Linked DNA regions of Sus scrofa: region 2 is linked to region 1. The links are chromatin contacts, called in public Hi-C maps. All regions are on one chromosome and are shown on one strand. Each heading gives the region's core, a stretch centred on a gene start, on an enhancer-like site or on the middle of the called end of the contact. The rest is flanking DNA. Distances are from core to core; before and after follow the strand shown.

Region 1 (4,560 bases), core at 656-3,155:
ACAAATATGAAAACAGTTATTGCAACTAAATTTCAGGTGCTCAAAAGTTAACGTGTAAAAAATTTTAAAAAAAATTTTTTAGATGAAAAATGCACTGATGTTTGAAATATTTCCTAGTTTAAAAAAAAAAGTAAAGCTTTCTCCTCTACATAATGAATTTCTCATGATCCTCTTCTGTCATGAGCTGAAGCCAGCCCTTTCCTGGCTGCTCCATCCATACTAAACTGAAACCAAATCACTGAAGGCAACTAAGTATAAATTAGCCTTTCTCTCACCTCCTTCAGTCTTTACTTAACCTGGACCCATTATTTCTGCCTCTGTAGGAACTCACCCACACATTTCACATTTTCTAAAACATTTGAACACAGCCTTTAATGAAGTATATTCCAAGGAGTGACATTTACAATATGCAACAGCCAGCATGGCTCGAGCACAGACCATTCAGAGCAGACACCCTCCAGGAACACCTGACCCAGCAGGTCCTGGCTGCATTCACACCAAAGAAGCAAGGGAGGGAAGTCAAAGATGTTTGGGATTTGCTGATGAAGTTAAACAGGTTTCTTTACTGCAGTATGTCTCGGAGCTTTTCATGTATTTTGTTCATTGGCGGGGGGCCACACTCGCAGCGTATGGAAGTACCTGGGCCATCGATCGAATCCAAACCACAGCTGGAACCTGTGCCACACCTCTGCCATGACCCACGCCACTGCAGTCAGATTCTTAACCCACTGCACCCACAGTGGGAACTCCTGTTTTGTTCATTTTAAATACATGTTAAATTTAAAAATTGCAAGGGTAGAGTTCCCGTTGTGGCTCAGCACGTTAAGAACCCAACATGGTCTCTGAGGATGCAGGTTCAGCTCAGTGGGTTAAGGATCCAGCATTTCCACTAGCTATAGTGGAGGTCACAGATGCAGCTTGGATCTGGTGGTGGTGTGTCTGCGGTGTAGGCCAGCAGCTGCAGCTCCACTTTGACCCTGGAAACTTCCATATGCTCCAGGTGAGGCCATAAAAAAAAATTGTAAGGGTGTGTGGGGGTGGGTGTGTGTGTGTGTGATACACACACATGCACAATTAGGTATATTATAGATTATATCCAGGAAATGGGTACCGATGTTTGTCTCTGGAGAGGGGAGATGGGAGTTTGCTCTGGAAGAAAGAGGTATGGGAGGGAGATTTGTTTATTTTTCACTGCAAACCTTTTGTAACAAATACAAGTATTAGCTGAATTTTTTTTAAAAAAATAATAAGCAGGGAGTTCCTGTTGTGGCTCAGCAGTAACAAACCCATTATCCATGAGGATGCAGATTTGATCCCTGGCCTCGCTTAGTGGGTTAAAGATCCGTTGTTGCCATGAGCTGTGGTGTTGGTTGCAGACGCATCTCGGATCCGGCATCGCTGTGGCTGTGGTGTAGGCTGGCAGCTGTCGCTCCAATTCGACCCCTAGCTTGGGAACCTCCATATGCTGCACATGCGGCCCTAAAAAAAAAAAAAAAAAAAAAAGTAAATAATAAGCAAGTAGCAACTAGTTTTCAGGTAGACAATTGATGGCTCAAAATTCCTGGTTAGTTTCCTTTCCTGTTTAGGAAAGAATGAAAGAGCTTTCTAAGCGAATGGTTTATTTATCTCAGGGTGTTGAAGACGTTGAAATGAACCCGAATAAAACCTCTCGGAATACAGCTGTCCTGTAGGGTCCTGTGTAGGTCACCTGAGGCGAACGGGAGGTTTCCTTGTGCTGCTTGTGCCGGTGGCTTCCCGGGCCAGTTTGCTTTGCAGAGGTTGTGAACGTGGCAGACTTGACTTTGGGTTTGGATCTCTTGCTCAGCAGTGACTACCTGCTGGTAGTGAGCTTTTCTGCCCACTGGTAAACAGATGGCCACCTGTCGGCTGCCCCAACCACGGAGTCACCAGCAACGCTGCGATATTAAGTTTTTTCAAAGCATGGACCCGCCCTAAGCAGCTGTCCAGACATTTGCCTGTCTGGATGCTGGAAACCTCAGCACAACCCCAGTCTTAGGCACAGCAAAGTCTCGTTTTTCCTGTTCTATTTCAATGGATGAAAGCCAGCCGTCAGGGCCATCTGCTTCTTGTTTTTCATAAGCCGTATCTTTAATATCTGCTTGATTAAAGGAGCACCGCTACTGAACTTCACGGAGCCCTCGACCTGCTTCTCTCTTGTCGTTGGCTTATGTTCTTTTTAACTCTCACGAAAGCCCTGGCTAGAATCAGACTGATAAGCAGGCCTTTGGCTGTGGCCACAGGGGCCAGGGGAGATGAGGCCCCCTGATCGGGGGGTGGGGGGTGAAGGTGGAGGAGCGAGGCCGCCTTGCAAAGGCCCCTGCACCCGGTCCTCTCCATCACTGGCGCCTTCCTGCTCCTCCCTCATCTCCCATTCCTCGGCCCCTGAACTGGGATTCCTGCTTTCAGGCTCTCCATCCGTATTCCCAGACGGCTTTCCCTGACTGCCTGGCTCCTAGTCATAGTAATTTCTATTCCAACTGAAAATATCTAAGTCAAAGGTATTTGAATGTCAGGAAACTGGGAGTATATTTACGTGTGTGGGTATTTTGTTTCTTATAAAATAGTTCCTTAAAAATGTTTTTAAATAAAAATATATATGTAGTTTGGGGTTTGTAGATGCAAACTGTTGCATTTGGAGGGGATGAGCAATGAGATCGTGCTGTACAGCACAGGGAACTCTATCTAGTCACTTGTGATGGAACATGATGGAAGATAATGTGAGAAAAAGTATATATAATACACACACACACACACACACACACATGTGCGACTGGGTCACTTTGCTGTACAACAGAAATTGACACAACATTGTAAATCAACTATAATAAAATTAAATACACACACACACACACACACACACACACACACACACACACATAAAATAAAGACAGTTGAAAATAGTGTGGATAGACCAGGGACTTTGCGATGCTCAAGTCCCAGTGTCACAGCTCTGTATCTGCAGTTCCATATCCACAGATTCAACCAACCAAGGGTTGTGTGGTACTGTGGTATTTACTGGGGGAAAAAAATTCATGTATAAGTGGACCCACGTCGTTCAAACCTCTGTTGTTCAAGGATCAACTGCCTAGAAGATGGGCTAATTAAATTATGATCCATCCCCTTAACAGAATAGTTGGGCCATTTTGAATGATACTTATTAAGGTCCTCTGACTCATGGTGGCAGAAAGGCGAGTGACCACAATTCATCCTCCTCTGTTTTCCAAGAGAGATGCGTGAAAACATAGAAAGAGAGGCCAACTTTCCTTAGTACTGGAAGTTAGAAAGGTTGCACAGCAGAGACCCACTGAGAGCAACAGCCTTCACCCCTCCTCACTCCTCACCTCAGGCCTGCCCCCACCGTCCTCCAGAGAACAGCAGCTCACCCTCCCCAGGGGTCCCTGACTCCTGCCCTGCTTGGTTTTCCCCATGGCTTTCATCTCCATCTGACATCGTTATCTTTAGCTGTTTATTTATTGTATATTTTCCAACTAGAATATAAGTCCCATGTAAGCAGGGAGTTTGTTTCTCATTCACAGTGGTTTCCCTAGTGTTCAGAATATCCCTAGCACTTAGGAGACTCCCAGCAGTCTTGTTGAAAACAATTGTTGAAAGCAGAGTCTGGTGGGCGGGGGCCTCTGGTGCCGTAGGATACTTCTAGCCCTTCCCCACTGATGTGTGTGCCTTGCCCACCAAAGCACAGTAACTTAGACCTCCTCCTGTATGAAGAGAACGAGGAGCTCTTTTACAGCTTCCTTGCCTGGATGAATACCTCTCATCTCGTTGCAATTGCCAGATTATAGCTCTGAGCAATGTAATACATCTGCAGACAGACGTGAATAGGAATTTCAGGATATTCAGTCAGCAACTAAAAGGGCTACAGGCTGGAAGAGCCAGTGATATCTTGTATGCTGGGGGTTGCAGCTTTCCATTTACTTTTTTTTTTTTTTAACAACTTAAGAACTAGAAATAATTTCAAACTCTCCTAGTCAGTAGGCTGACAAGGAAGCAAGATGCAGGGATTCCTGCTCAGATCAGCAGCTTCATAATAAGTAAAAGATTTCAAAACCACATCTAGAGGCTATGTCCATAAGTCAGCTCCCCAACTTAAAAGCTGAGAAGCGGATTCTAACTACAAACAGGTGGACTGTAGGAAGGACCCCAGAAGAATCCATATGCTCCTTTTATGCAAGAACACCAGAACTGTCTCCTTAGTCATGAGCCCTCTAAAGAAAGCCAGTAGCAGTGAGAAAGATGCAGATGACAGCCTTAAAAGAAAAAGAAAAGCATATTTCAGAAAAGGATTAAAATAGAAATTTCACATTATAGAAACTAGCTGTATTCTGAATAAGATTTGTGAAAGCATGGATTCCACATGAACAGACCAAAGATGATATAACAGATTGAGATGAAGAGGGGCCTGGCTGAGAAGCAAAAATGTTCAGTTATTTGAATGAAGTCAGAAAAGATATTAAAGAATATAAATCAACATGAAAATGTAGAAATGACACAATTGGTGTCGCAAAAACTAGAATCACTGTG
Region 2 (4,675 bases), core at 635-3,134, 110 kb after region 1:
CCCCCTCCGCAGCTCTGCAGGACAAATGTCAAGTGCACCAGCAAGAGGCCTTGGCCCTGATGTGGGCACTGGCTCCGTCCCAGGCATGGCAACCCCATCCGCCCAGAAGGCAGGCTGTTGACAGTGGGCCCCTGGAGCTGTCCTGGTCTGGCCACAGGGTGACTAAGCTGCATGATTCAAATGAGAGATTCACCTGGGAAAGGAGTCGTCCCCGGCTTCACCCCACCCCTTTAGCTGGGACCCAGAGTGAAAGAATGAGTCAAACCAGCTCATTAACCAACACTACCAATACGCCTGGGAGCAGGGGGCAAGGTGGGGGGGGGGGGTTCCACGTCTCCACTAAAGGAAAGCCCTTCTCCCTAAAAAAGAAAAGAGAGCAAACCAGGGTCGTGCATGGTTAAACAATAGGACAGAATCCTTGCACCAGGCCGGCTTTTCCTCCACTGAAGAGATTATCTCAGGGACACGGGCATCTGGCCTCACGGCCCCACGTGCAGCTCAGTCGGGGTGGCCGGCTCCAGAAGCCTCTGGGAGAAGGGACGACCCAAAACAGGAGCCAGAAAAGAGCCTCCGACTAGAAACTCCAATTCCTCCCTGGGCCACCTGGCCAGGGGCCCCCCCGCCGCCAGCTCCCGTCGTGCAGGGAGCAGCGGGCAGCCTCACCTGCCTTGGTCCAGCAAGGGCACAGGCGGCAGCAGGGGCAGGTCAGTCCTTTGAATTCCCCGAAGTGAGACGTGAGGGGCCGAGGTGGCTCTGAATGTATCTTCTGGGTGTTGCACGACGTTCGGGAGTTCAGAAGCGCCCGGAGTTCTTGGCAGGGCTGAAGAAAACCCCAAGGAGAGAAGGTGGGAAGGGCGAGGCCCTCGGTGGCTTTGCTAAACACATACTGTACACAAATTCTGATTTAAGAATAAATTTTTAAAAATGAATCCTTGAGCCATGGTGCCGGCTAGCGGGCTCACCGGTCCAGCCCGAGGAGGAGGCGCTTCTTGTCCTCCGGGCCACTCTCGTTCTTCAGGTCGGAGAACACCTGTGTGAAGTAGTGGGGGTCGGCGTTGATCTGCAGCATCTTGGAGCTCATGAGGTTGATGACCGAGAGGCAGCGGTCCCAAAAGGCCTCCTTGCAGCTCTCCACCAGGAAGGGCTTGAGCGGGTAGGAGATCTCGTTGCCCATGTAGGAGTAGGAAAGGTACAGGCAGGTCAGCAGGACAGCCTGGAGCTCGTGGTCGGAGCCCACCTCGGAGGAGATGACATCCCTGCACAGCATGTAGAGGAAGACCACGTTGGCCGGCGTGATGAAGCCCTGGTCCTGCCAGCCCTGCAGGAGCAGCGAGCGGTCCACGCTGCGCAGCCAGAGCACAGGGTCCGTGGGGGACAGGTGCTTCAGGCGGTAGCACCGGCGACAGAGAAACTCGCCCAGGCAGCGCAGCAGCTCGCTCGTGGACGCCTGGACAATGACCCGTTTGGGCGTCCCTGCGGAGGTGACGGCAGGGTGCGGGGCCTTCTTGACGGAGGAGGAGACCCCGGTCTGGGAGCCCGAGAGCTGGCTGGCAGGGGGTGCGGGCGGCTGGGCCGGTGGGGGCTGGGCGAACGTGGACAGGTTGGCGCACGACAGCGACTTCTTCAGGTTCTCATTGTTGAGATGCGTGATGTTGTTCTGGTAGCTGCTGTTGGGCTGCACCTTCTTGGAGTTCTTCTTCTTGGCCGACACGGCCACGATCCTCTTCCACGGCAGCACGGAAATGATGGAATGCCGCTTCAGGTTCTTGTCCTTGGCGTTCTTGCTGTTCTGCACGGCCGTGTAGTGGCCCACCGTGGCCCCGCCATCCTCAAATAGCGTGGCCTTCCGGTAGCTGGGGGACAGGGACAACACCGTGCCCATGGTGCCGCTGCGCGCCGGGCGGGGACCCGCGCCCCTGCGCGCCCAGCCTGCCGGCCAGAGGGAGCAAAGGGCTCACCGAGCCCGCGGCGGCCCGGGGGTGGCGGGGGCGCTCCTGGGGTCGCGTGCCGCCCCTTCGGATCTGTGTGGAAAACAAGATGGTTCTCAGCGCCAGGCGGGGCTCGCGCCGCGCTCCTCCGCCCCAGACCCGCGCCCGGGCCTTCCCCGGCCGACACGGCCCCGCCCGCGCCCCCGCGCCGCAGCCTGGCCGCTCCACTGCGGCACCGGCACCCGCTCCCGCCGAGGTCCGGATGGCAGCGCCGGGGCCTGGGCGCCGGCAGAGGCGGCCGGGGACATTGCCTGGACACCGCGCGCGGCCGCGACCCCGGCCCGGCTCCCCGGGAGCAGCGGGCGGCCCCAGGCGTAGGCTTACCAGGCAGGCGGCTCCGGCGCTCCGCGCCCTCCGCAATGCGCGCCGCGATCCCGGCGCTCGGCGGGGCTCGGCGGGGCTCGCGCCCGGCGGCGGCGGCGGCGGCGGCTCCGGAGCTTCTGTCCAAGGTTCTGCAGGCGCTGCGGCCCCGCCCCCCGCTCGGCCGCCTTCGCCGCCGCCGCGCCCGCGCCCGCTCCGGCGCGCACCTCAGCGACTGCTCTCGGGAGCGCGCGCGGCCAACGCGCCGGCCGAGCTGGGCCTGGTCTCGCCCGCGAGCGGGGGCCGCCGCCGTGCTCAGCTCAAGCCGCGCGCGGTACGGGCAGCGACGCGGACACGAGCCCCAGGAGCCTCTACTCGCCGAGCCCCATCCAGGACCCCGACTCCGGCGGCGGGTACTCGCGGCACCGCCCCGCCCTGCGGGGCCGCCCCCTCCCGTACGGCTCGCCGCCCGCTCAGTGCGGCCGCGCCAGCAGCAGCCCCGCCGCGTGAGAGTCGCGGGCGCCCGGCGCACCCGAGCTCGGGCGGGTGGGGAGCTCCGGAGGGGCGGGCCCGACGTCCGACCCCGCCCGCCGCCCCGCCCAGACACGTGCTGCCTTTGTTCCCGCCGCGGCGCCCGCAGCTGCGGGCGGTGGGGACGGTCTGGGATGTGTCTCCGCCCTCGCGACGCGCGGCCGGTCCGGGCTGAGGCTGTCTCCCGAGAAGCCGTTCACCGAGGCCGGACCCCGAGCAGCCTTCTTCCATATAACATCCCTGTTAGCTGGGGAGCTCGGGAAAGTGCGGAGAGGCGAAGCCTTTGCTGAGGCCTTCGGAGTACCACGCGCATCCCAAGGGGGCTGTCCCAGCAGTTTGAGTGCCTTTGCCTTGGGGACCTCCTTTGCCCCATCCCAGGAGATTGCCCGCGGCCCGGGTAGGTCTCCAAAATGCAGGCCAGAGGCGTAGGCAATTCTGGGGCATTCCACAAAGAGCGACTGGCTTCCCCACACCACACCTGGGACAGGGCCCTGAGGCTCCTGGTTTGGTTGCTGCCCCAGAGATGGGCCCATCGCAAATGAGACCTCCAAATTTCCACTTGCCCTCTTATCTGTTAAAGTACAAATGAAGCAACTGCTTCTCCAACCAGCCTCTGATCTACTGCTTAAAATGTTTTTCATGCTAAGCATGTATCATTTGAAGACTCGGTTATCTGTAAAATTATTAAATTCTGAGTAAAACTTTGGCTTTAGTAAGAACTTTCCTCTCACAAGGAACAAGAATCCAGACCCGTCACAAAGGCTATTCTTCATTTACTTTTAGTTTGGTTCTGGAGATTGACAGATTGGACCACGAACCGGGGAAACAGGAGACTTAAACCATATCTTAATTCAAAATACCACCTCTGGACCTGATGATGAGGAAGTGGCAGAATATCCAATTCTCTGACTCCCGGACCACTCCAGCACACAGCCTGTGCCAGCTCTGCCTACTGCCCTAAGCAGAACAGAACTCTGGTGTCATTCAAAACAATGCTACTACCATCATCAGAAAGTACTAGAATTTGCTAAAGTACTACCCAGAGATTTCTGTCAATAGTGGCAACTCAAAGTTTTGGAGACCGTGGTGACCATATAGTGGAAAATGCATTGCTTTTTTTCAGAGCCCTTCATAGACAACCACAGCAGCTATTATCTTGGAAGATGAAGGTGGGCCCTTGGCACAATGTGCCCCTCCCTCTGAATGTTCCTTAAGGTACAGCCCCTCCTTCCTCAACTCTCCTCTAGAGTAGAGCTCTCGGAACTCACCTCCAGGTCTTCTGGCCAAATAACTCTCTTCCCAAGGCGAAGATGAACCCCAGCCTCTTTTCATCCTGCCCGTGGTGGAGGCCCAACTCCCAAGTTGGCCCGTGTCCACACTGCCTTCCACACTGCCACACTGTCTCATGGTCCCCTTCAGATTCTGGTGACGACCAGAGTTTAAATGCTTTCCACTCCCCCCAAATGTGTTTAGATTGCTATGCCTGTAATACACCCCTTAGAACTATCTGGACCCACCCTGTTACCTGTATATATCTACAAATTTAAATTTTAACTATTCCAATTCATGGTGGGCAGTACCAAGCCCCTGCGTTTCACCCCCTTGCGTTTCCCAAACCACAGAAGCCTGTGTTGGCCTGGGCCTTTTCCAGCCTGGCTGAACTTAGGTCCGCTCTTGCCTCTGTCCAGCCAGCCCTCCCCTACTGCCTTCAAAAAGAGCTCTTGGCAGAACTACCCCAACCTCTTCCCACTTGTCAGAGGTGAAGTCCTGTGTGCAGCAGAACTTGAATGGGATGGCACTGCCAGCACACTGGCTGTTGTGACACGAGGTGATCTGGAACCCTGTCCACCCACGTC

What was found. Hi-C and Micro-C count contacts between places; a contact is called where the count stands out from the background.
Region 2: a contact with region 1 is called in a Hi-C map of fetal liver, with 2.6 times the contacts expected there. The contact joins the promoter of CDK5R1 here to the enhancer-like site in region 1. A contact is called at or near these places in 9 of 47 Hi-C or Micro-C datasets (alveolar macrophages, embryonic fibroblasts, epiblast stem cells and 6 more).

The regions. Positions count from the first base shown.
Region 1 is chr12:42,378,011-42,382,570 of Sscrofa11.1, forward strand. All of the region lies in intron 21 of MYO1D (unconventional myosin-Id), which reads left to right. Among named protein-coding and RNA genes, the nearest start is that of CDK5R1, 110 kb to the right of the region's middle. Within about 2 kb of position 1,906, at least 2 of the 83 cell types and tissues checked have an H3K27ac peak or open chromatin away from gene starts, as enhancers often do. A contact at or near this core is called in fetal liver, where this site is marked.
Region 2 is chr12:42,492,529-42,497,203 of Sscrofa11.1, forward strand. CDK5R1 (cyclin dependent kinase 5 regulatory subunit 1) reads right to left here and starts at 1,885. Exons shown (of 1, transcript NM_001101816.2): 1 at 864-1,885. The coding sequence starts at 1,882. The coding sequence ends at 959.